Regions from separate parts of the Mus musculus genome. Here regions 2 and 3 are each linked to region 1. A link is a contact called in public Hi-C and promoter capture Hi-C data. All regions are on one chromosome and are shown on one strand. Each heading gives the region's core, a stretch centred on a gene start, on an enhancer-like site or on the middle of the called end of the contact. The rest is flanking DNA. Distances are from core to core; before and after follow the strand shown. Region 1 holds the start of Ces1e (carboxylesterase 1E). Region 2 holds the start of Ces1c (carboxylesterase 1C). Region 3 has its middle 33 kb from the start of Ces1c.

Region 1 (3,189 bases), core at 208-2,707:
GAGTTTTATGTCTATAGCAAATAAATAGATCAGTCTACTGTTTGGTTATTGTCTCCTCATGTGTTTTGAGTATCAAGGAAAAATCACTTTACAGAATGAGTTTAGTAGTGTTCATTCACTTTTGTTTGCAGCAAAAGTAAGTTAATGACAATGAAAATGAGTGAAGCTGTTTAGAAGGACAAATCATTTGTGGGAGTATATTGATGTAGCACCTTATGGAAATGAAAATAGAGGTTTTTCAAAAGTATAAAGCAGAACTGTATGATCCAACTAAACTGTCCCAGAATATATGCCCCAAAGATATAAATCTTATCAAAGTGATATCTATAGTTCATATTTATTGCTATAGTACTCACAGTAGCTAAGAAGTGAGTCAGCCCAGATGCTCAAACACTGACATTCAGATGAAAAAAATGGGACATAATTACACAGTAGAATTTTATTCAACTATAAAGAAAAATGAAATCAGCATTTTCAGGAACAGTGGACAGAAATGAAAATCATTCTGTTAAGAAAAACTAGACTCAGGAAGACAAATACCACATTTTCTCTCATACATAGTTTTAGATATTAATGTTTATATTTTTGTATGTATATTGTCATGAAGCTAGAAGAGTCCATGAGAGAAAAAGAGAAATGTGTGTCTGAGAGAGAGAGAGAGGAAGAGAGAGAGAGAGAGAAGAGGAGGAGGATGAAGAGGAGGAGGAGGAGGAGGAGAAGAAAGAAAGAAAGAAAGAAAGAAAGAAAGAAAGAAAGAAAGAAAGAAAGAAAGAAAGAAAGAAAGAGGAGGAGGAGAGGGAGAAGAAGGAGAAGGAGGAGAAGAAGGAAAAGAAGGTGGAGAATGAAAGTACAAAGGGAGACTATTAGGGTGGAAAGGATGAGCTGAGAGACACAAAGGGATGAAGAAGAATGGGAAAAGACCAATAATAAAAAAATCTGCTTTAAAGTTCATAATAAAACCCATTACTATGGAAACTAACTTAAAAACTATTAAAACAAAAATACATTGTTCATTTATATAAGAATGCCTATCCCTAAATCTCTCCTCTGAAAGGTTGTGAGATCCTTGACTGTGTCTGCATGGCAGAAGGCTAGACCACTTTACAGGAATCTTAGAAAGATAAATTAGGCAAAAATAAAATGATGAAATTTAAGATTGTTACCAAAATAAGTTCTAAAACTCTCCCAGCAAAGAGAATCTGGGAGGTGTGCCCTAACCTCTCTGGTGGTCAACTGTGTGGCTGTGAGGGGCTCTGAACAATTCCAGCTTGATGTGAAGACCCAAGACCAAAGAGTCACCTTACTTAAAGGAGTCTACAGAACTGGTTTGGAAAATAAGAGAGCACTGAGGTGTGAATGTCCTGCTGAGAGATATTTATGTAAGAAGTTGTTTGACCAGTTTGTGGACTCCTGCAATCTAAGTGTAGAGTCCAAACAATTTAGATAAACCTGGGTAAACTCTGGGTGGGGGTGGCTTAGTGATCTCTTGAGAAACCTGCAGAGCTCTTTGGAATAGAAAGATTGTTCTTTTGTGGTATCATACAATTGATTGAGAGAAATTTGCTGGTACCCTCCAGGAGTGGGGCAGGATCAGTGTGCCCCCTTTGTCACAGGCTGGAGACCTCCCTGTCCTGCAAACCTGTAGCCTCCTACCATGTGCCTCTCTGCTCTGATCCTGGTGTCACTTGCAGCATTCACAGCAGGGGGTGAGTCTTTATGGAATACAAATATTCGGGTGATGGTGGGGTACATTTCAAAAGCTCATACCAGGTAGAGGTGGGCAGAGGTGACAATAGTATAAAACTGTTGCGAGCTTTGATCGTTAGCCATTTTCACTTTTTAGACAAGTATCCCAGTCCAGCTGACATGCTGAGTCAGAGAAAAACAAACACTCTGACTTAAGATCACATGGCAGGTCGAGAAGGGCAATGAGCTAGCGCCATGTGCCACAAAGGGGATTAGGAAAGCTGCCTGTTTCCTCCTTAACTGTTTGTCTACAGTTAGACTGATTTTGGAAAGAAGCTTGGTAGAAAATTCGGAATCTCAGCTAAATACTTCCAAACCATTTGTCTTTAGGCAAAGTACTCAGCATGGTGAACTTGTGTCATCCTGTCTCTACAGAAGTGGTGACCGTACCCTCTCCACTGGGTCACTTTGAGGATGCCTTAGGTGGCGCCTTCTATAGTATTTAGGGTGGGTCTAGGTGAGAGGAGATGACGGATAAGAGGGGTGACTTGAAATGATGTGTATCAGGGCTGAGGAGCTGGATCGCAGGGTAAAGCCCCTTCTGTGTAAGCACAAGGACTCGAGTCTGAATCCCCAGTATTCATGTGACATAGCTAATGGGACTACAATCTCAGTGCTCTTGTGCCAAGATGGGAGGTGGAGGCAGGAAAATGCCCAGAGGTTCCTGGACCAGAACTGCTAGCCTAGTATACAACAAAGGAGCCTAGGAAATGGACAAGGGGACCACATTTTAAACCAGCTAGTGGGTGCAGTGTGTAAAGTGGTCCTCTGACCTCCACACAAGCACCACTGCAGGCACACACCTTCATTTACACACTCACAAGTGTGCACATAGGTGCACATACATCATATGTACATGTGAACTGAAGTTATAGAAAAAGAAAATGGAGCATATTAATAAGAAATCAGAGGTGTAATCAGGTCATCACATTAGAGATAATGAACATTAAGATAATAGTCTGCTAATCCTGACTCCCAAAGAAAGGGTTCATAACTGGGGTGACAAAAAGAAAGGACCAGGATCCTGAGAAGGTGGAAGGATGGGTAAACTATAGACAGGTGCTTCCTTGAGGCAGCTTCTGAAGAATTCCTTTTCTCCCCCCCCCCATGGATTCTTGGTCACAGGCTATCTTAGTTGTCTTGTCCATGGTTGGAAGTGATTACAGCCCATAAAACAGTAGCCCAGGAGGGGAGACATGAATAAAGGAGGTGTATGGAACAGTGCTTCTGGGTTTGATGTACCACAGGAACCACGGCTCCCACAGAGTCAGGGAAGTAACATGTCAATACATCAGATGAGCAAATTAAATTCATGATTAACACAAGACTTCATATTGGATCTCAGTGTTTATCTGTGACATCTTAGCAATTGAGGAATTGAGATCCATAGGGCCATGCACACCATAAACACCACCTTAGCCTATCTATGACCCATGAGTCCAG
Region 2 (3,189 bases), core at 446-2,945, 98 kb after region 1:
GAGATCCTACTGGAGATGGTGGGGCACTATTCAATATCAACATGGGCTCTGTCTCTTTACAACTGAGCCAATCTCTCCATTCTCAAGCAATTTAATTTTTTTTAAAGTCTTATTTTACTTATGTCCCCTGTTCCCACTCCAGACACCAAAAACTCCAAAGACTACCCTTTCCAGTCCCACACAAAAAAAGTGTTTCTCTCAATTCCTTAAACAGGGTCAAAGCAAAGCTAAATTATATATATACAGTGACCCTTTGCCACAAAGTTTCCAAATGTTCTGCAGAGAGACACATGCTTCTTTGTTTCTAGGGTTGAGAAACAGAAATAATACCACATAGTTAAAGCAGAAATCAAGCAATACATATTCTGTTTATTTTGCCCTACATTCCAGTGGACTTAAGGCCAAACATTTGGGGCATTTTAATTAATTTATAGATAAGGTCTGTAGATGTGCATCAGTCATCAAGAGCAATGGCTGCTTTTGTAGAGGACAGGTGTTCAATTTCCAATACCCATTTATTGGTTCTCAATTTATAACTCCATTCCCTGAAGTCCTGAAGCCCTCCCTCTTCTGGCCACTGTGGGTATTACATGCATATACTGCATAGACGTATATGCACACAAATACTCATACACTTAAAATAAAAATAAAATCTCCAAGAAAGAAAGATTTCATAGAAAGAGGCATGTGTGGATGATTAGCCAAAAGATTGTGGTTCACAGAGTTTATTTGACATAAAAACAATGGAGTATTTGAGTAAGAACTGTTCCGATAGTCTCAGGCATTCAAACACTCCTTGACCAGGCAGTGCTGTTGTTTGGAGATATTTAGAAGATGTAGCCTTATTAGAGGAAGTATGTCAGTGAAGGTAGGCTTAGAGAATTTAAAGCTTTCTTGTTTCTAGTTCACTCTCTGCTGTGAGCTTACATTTAAATATTATGAGCTCTCATCTCTCTGTTCCAACCATCTGGTTTGCTACGTGTCACCATGCTTCTGCTCTGCCATTGTAGACTCCTCTACCTCTGAATACTCTCTCTTCCTTATGTTGCCTTTGCTCTATGCGTTTCATCAGAACAACCAGGAGTAACTAATACAAACATTCTGTTTAAACATCCCTGCTCCAAAAGCAGTGAGATCATTAACAGAGAAGGTGTGCATTGGCGCTTCAGGCCACCAGGCAAGGATAGTTGGCATATGAAATAAATGTTGGCTGAAGAGTGAGATTAGAAATCTTCCAAACTTGAGAGCATCTTTTCTAGGAAATAGCAGCCCATGGCAGCTGGAAAGTGTGCAATGTTCCCAGCAGAGAAACACTGGGGATGTGAAGTGCTCTTAATTCTCCAGCTTGTGTGGGAATCCTAACCCAAAGCTTCTGCCTGCCTCCATGCATTTGCTTGCTGGTGCCTACCTTGAGAAGTTCAAAGTGCACTGAGTTTTTATTTCAAACAGAAGTGTTTGCATAAGAGGTTGGATGAGTTTGTGGCCATTTGGTATCAGAGTGTGGGTAGTATCTTTAAAGAAAAAGAAGAGTAAACTCGTAGTGGGTGTGGCTTGGAGGTCCTAACAAACACCCAGGGAGCTCTTTGGAGGAGGGGGAGCTTTATGTAATTATGCTAATTGGTCTAGAGGAGGGTCCACAGCAAAGAGGCAGGAACAAGGCTTTCTATTTAAGCAGCAGACACCTCCCTGTCTCTAAGAGCTCCTCTCCTTCCTTCCAACATGTGGCTCCATGCTCTGGTCTGGGCTTCTCTTGCTGTTTGCCCAATTCTGGGTAAGTACTTCTGGATTACAAACATTGGGTTACACATATGGAAATCTGTCTTTGATGAAGTAGGTGAAATGTATACAGGGCAGGCACAAAGCAGAGCACTGACTCTTGTGCTGGCTTAGATGGGCGACTTTTATACCTCCAAACAGATTATGTTTTAGTTGACCCTGTATTTAATGTTGGAAGGAAAAGAGGCCTTAGAAGATTCAAATGACTATCAATGATACAAGCCTAAAAGTGATTAAACCAACCATGAATCCAGGTTTGATCTACCCCCTCTGATGTGTCCTCACATTTTCTCGACCATCAGGACACTCACTCTTACCACCTGTGGTGGACACCACACAAGGCAAAGTCCTGGGGAAGTATATCAGCTTAGAAGGATTTGAACAGCCTGTGGCCGTCTTCCTGGGAGTCCCCTTTGCCAAGCCCCCTCTTGGATCTCTGAGGTTTGCTCCACCACAGCCTGCAGAGCCCTGGAGCTTCGTGAAGAATGCCACCTCCTACCCTCCTATGTAAGCCACTGGGATGGGGACTATTTTAGTGAGTATGTGTTGAGATAAATATTTAATGTTAATTGGAGGTTTCTGCCATTCCTTGGATCATTTAGTTCCCAAATGAAAAACATACAACCTTTATATTTATAGTAAGACTTTAAAGCACTGGAGTTGGGCAGATATTTAATGTCTAAGCTTTTTTGTCTATTTCTCTATTAATAACCCTGAGATATAATTTACCATGTTTCGCCTGGGCTGCTCTTACACTAACTGGCCAGCCTTTGTGGCTATGTTTTTATGATTCACCTCCCCAGTGCCATCTGTCTTCTCTTCACTTTCTCTGCCCCATCTCATAGTCCTATCTCAGACCCCAAGCCCAGGAATTGAAATTCTGTTTACCTCTCTTCTTCCCAGCTATAGGCTGTAGGCATCTCTATTGACCAATCAAGGATACCTTGTGATGGCTACACAGCATCACTTGCTGTAACTGAGGATCTCCTCTTCCCTGAGGCAACCAGAGCCAGTACTTAGCATTACAATACATAGCAACAGTGATCCAGTATGGAGATGAGGCAATCCTCTGATTAGCTATATTAATAGTAACTACTGGCATCCCTGAGAGCATGGTTAAATATGGTCTAGTTACTAAGTACACTCGTAGTTTTCCAAACCCTTTATTTAGGACAAACTTACTAAGTACATGTGGTGAATCAGTAATATTCTGGGTTTTCACAAACTATTTAAGGAAATAAATCTGTACTTTGTGAATCTTTTATCCTATTGGATGAAAAGAGAAAATGAGAAATCTGTGGACCAGAACATCAAGTATATAATAACCTAGAATATCCTAAATACTTTGGAAAATAGCAATTGATCAGATAAGGTCAATGAGAAGTGAGCTGCTATAGTACTCTGATTTGAACT
Region 3 (3,189 bases), core at 484-2,983, 66 kb after region 1:
ATAGATGTAATCCCTTCTTTGGTTAACTGTCTACCGTATGCATAATCTATCACCTCCAAGAACCCAGTACACCTCTGGCAGAATTTCACAGAAACTGTATGAGGATACAGAGAGTGGTTGGACTTTCAAATGATCATCTAGTAACCCTCTGCAATGCCTTAATCTCTTTATAGGGTCTCGAGGAATCTTTTACAGATTCTCTTAACCTTTCTCATTAAAAGGCTGTTATGCTCAGGAGACACTACTTCACAGCAGATGTGAACATGTCTCACCTTTCCTTTCCAGAGAGATATTCTCATAAATGAAATGAGAATGACCAGAGTTTTCTAAGTGCTAAAGGCAATGTGTGGTCTAAATAAAAATACAAAATTAATTGAGAACCACAGACCCAAGAAGAGGCTTACACCCATTCCAGACTCCTCTGTAGATGTCCTCCAGGTGCTTATGAATAAGTCTGTGGACATGTTGCAATACTGGGATAAATTTTTCTCTAGGAATGCATAAAGCACACCACTACTCCATTTCCATAAGGGAACTATACTCTGCCCACATGGGGGAATCTTTAGATACCAGATGAAGGCTTATTGCAGCCAAAGGAAAAAGTTGTAAAGTTCTGTAACCCATTGCATGAATAGAACAAATAGTACTGGACCTAAGTCATCATTATTGCTGCTGAGAAACAGGGTCAGCGAAAAGACTTCATCTTACCCACCCAGGGTTCTAAGATTAAGACAGGACAATGACTACGTAACCCACTCCTCATTAGCATTGAGTCAGTAGATGTCCTGTATCAACTAACAGAAGTCAGCTAATGGGTGTGCCAGTGTGGGAGAACTCTCTGGAGTCAAGAAAGCAAGAAAAAGCAATTTCAAAGGTGTGAGGCAGAATTAAAGTGTGCTATTTTATTTCAAATTTTATGTAGCTTATATTGTAGTGTGAAGTTACAGTGTGATGGTTCAAAGATGGGTACTGAAAGCTCAAGCCAACCATAAACGATGTTTCAACCTTTGATCATTGTCTTTCTGCATCTGCCTTATTTAGCTTCATTTGTTGTTCTCCAGTTCCATTTATCTATCTTTTTGTAAACACAAAATTTTATTCTCAAAAATGAAGAACAGTCCATATATACAATGTGTATATATACCACATTTTCATTATCCACTCTCATGGGGCCAGTCCAAGTGAACAAGTGAGCAAATCATTAAGGGATAAATGATTTGCTCCTAGGGAAAGGAGAGCAGGGCAGGCTGTATGTCCTGAAAACAACTTAGAGCATCTAGAAGGCAGGGGAATACTAGAACAACATCATTTGTAATGCTGTCATTGATATCAAATCAGATTAAATATTAGTGGTTAGTCATGATATGGGTCTAAAATGACAAGTGAGGGGATCTTCACTGGACTCTTCTAGCTGAGTGGCTACAGCCCAGCATCTTGGTAGGATGGTGTCAGTAGGGCTCCAGAAGAAGAAACACCACCTGTGTATACATTATGGAACAGCCACCACCAGCAAGTCCAACATTGCCAAGACTGTTGCTCATGCTGACCCCTCTGTGGCCATGTCAAAAGGACTAGTCAAGGACTTTAACTGATGAGTGGACAACACGATTATCTGGCAGGAAGAAGAAAAGACTACATCCAAGGCAGTGGAGTCATCCAAGATCATCCTGGGAGGATCCAGTGTCCACATGGACTGCAAATCCCATGTGCATGGTAACCCATGGAAATACCATGCCCTTTGAGCAACACCAGCCATTGAAGGACAAGATCTTGAGATCTCTGCTCATGGGTGGACTGGGCTCAGTTTCAATGGATTGGTACAATTTTCAAACAAGAGATCAGCAACCTTTTCAAATGGACAGAGTTCAACAAATAGTGATTCATGAACTTTGAGGTACAAAAGGGCATGTTCAATAAATGCCCACTCACCACTCACCCCCCTTTTTTAAACATAAAATTCTAGGAAGGAGCTCTTGTTATTTGCCACATCCACTCTAGTAAAAGGTGTGTGGCTGGCCCAAAACCTTGGATGCGGTCCTGAATCAAAATGTTTCAGAGAAACTTAGTCTCCTGGAGCCGTGGCATCCTATAGCATGAATGCTCCACATTTGTCCCAGGTTGAGGGGCCAACTGAGTCCAGTCTGCAGCAGTTATTCCTTCTCACTCTGTGACTCCTATCAAATGATTGTCAAGGTACAATTACCATCCTGATGTCCATACAGATTTGTAGATTCTTTTATGAAAATTTGATTCATCTATGAATATATGAACCAGGGTAGGAATTCTTATAAGAAAAAAAAAATCACCCTGTGAAATTCACCATGCTGGCTCCACTTGGTTCAGTATTAATGATTGTGATGATGAACAATAAAATTATTACAGGTACATATAGCCTCTGATAATTGCCTTCAAGAATGGCTGGAGGATGCTATCGTTGTAGGATTTGGGGAATGGAGCCAGGTAGATGCTAGACAACCTAACCTAATTCTAATCAGGAAAACCAAGTCAGTGTTTTAATCCAGCAGACATGGTGAAAGATCATAACCAGGCATATTATACCAGCTCCTCAACATAGACTCAGTCATATCAAGTACAACCCCATGGAAGCAGAAATTCTACAGAAGGCCCAGAGAGATGCTTTTTCCAGAGGCAATCTCAACAAAGTAATCTTCCAGGTTAAAAAGAGGCTTCTGGACCCCTTTGGCCTGCTTAAAAAGGATGTCCAGAGATGTCTCTGGGCAGCTAGCATTTGCCTCTTTCACCCCCAATAAGGCTTCACAGGAGTTAGTAATGAGGAATGATAAGGTCAGTAACCATATGTTGACCAACCTAGATCCCCTTCATTTGGTTGTAGTGTTCAACAGTAAGCAACTGCAAACCCAGCAAATTTGGGATCTATTACTATGTCTATAGGATCTCTTACACCAGGAAGAGGTGTTCACATAAGTGACAATAACCAGGAATGATCCTTAGGGTAGGGTCAGTGCCCTGGTTAGTATAATATGTTCTGCCTGTTGGTAGTCCTGGGTAGGAGGAGCCATGACTCTACAGTTATGTTCTAGCTGACAATAGAGTGTGTCATGTATGGCTTCTTACATTTTGGTTGAGCTCTGTATAAACCATGTTGGGGCCAGGAAAAGGGGAGTCAGAAAGGTAAAGGAAGTGGTCTAATAGCTCAACAATCAAGAG

Evidence for each region. Promoter capture Hi-C pulls out the DNA fragments that hold promoters and counts their contacts. Hi-C and Micro-C count contacts between places; a contact is called where the count stands out from the background.
Region 2: a promoter capture Hi-C map of liver shows a contact between it and region 1, with 2.2 times the contacts expected there. The contact joins the promoter of Ces1c here to the promoter of Ces1e in region 1. A contact is called at or near these places in 1 of 39 promoter capture datasets (liver), 3 of 484 Hi-C or Micro-C datasets (forebrain, liver and nephron progenitors) and 2 of 9 other capture datasets (adipose tissue and pancreatic islet).
Region 3: a contact with region 1 is called in a Hi-C map of liver, with 2.1 times the contacts expected there. The contact joins the enhancer-like site here to the promoter of Ces1e in region 1. A contact is called at or near these places in 1 of 39 promoter capture datasets (liver), 3 of 484 Hi-C or Micro-C datasets (liver and nephron progenitors), 1 of 115 datasets of contacts at active chromatin or transcription factors (embryonic stem cells) and 3 of 9 other capture datasets (adipose tissue, liver and pancreatic islet).

What each region holds. Positions count from the first base shown.
Region 1 is chr8:93,227,887-93,231,075 of GRCm38.p6, reverse strand. Ces1e (carboxylesterase 1E) reads left to right here and starts at 1,457. Exons shown (of 14, transcript NM_133660.3): 1 at 1,457-1,706. The coding sequence starts at 1,655.
Region 2 is chr8:93,129,789-93,132,977 of GRCm38.p6, reverse strand. It overlaps Ces1c (carboxylesterase 1C), which reads left to right and starts at 1,695. Exons shown (of 13, transcript NM_007954.4): 1 at 1,695-1,771; 2 at 2,079-2,283. The coding sequence starts at 1,720.
Region 3 is chr8:93,162,240-93,165,428 of GRCm38.p6, reverse strand. No RefSeq gene overlaps it. Among named protein-coding and RNA genes, the nearest start is that of Ces1c, 33 kb to the right of the region's middle. Within about 2 kb of position 1,733, at least 2 of the 459 cell types and tissues checked have an H3K27ac peak or open chromatin away from gene starts, as enhancers often do. A contact at or near this core is called in liver, where this site is marked.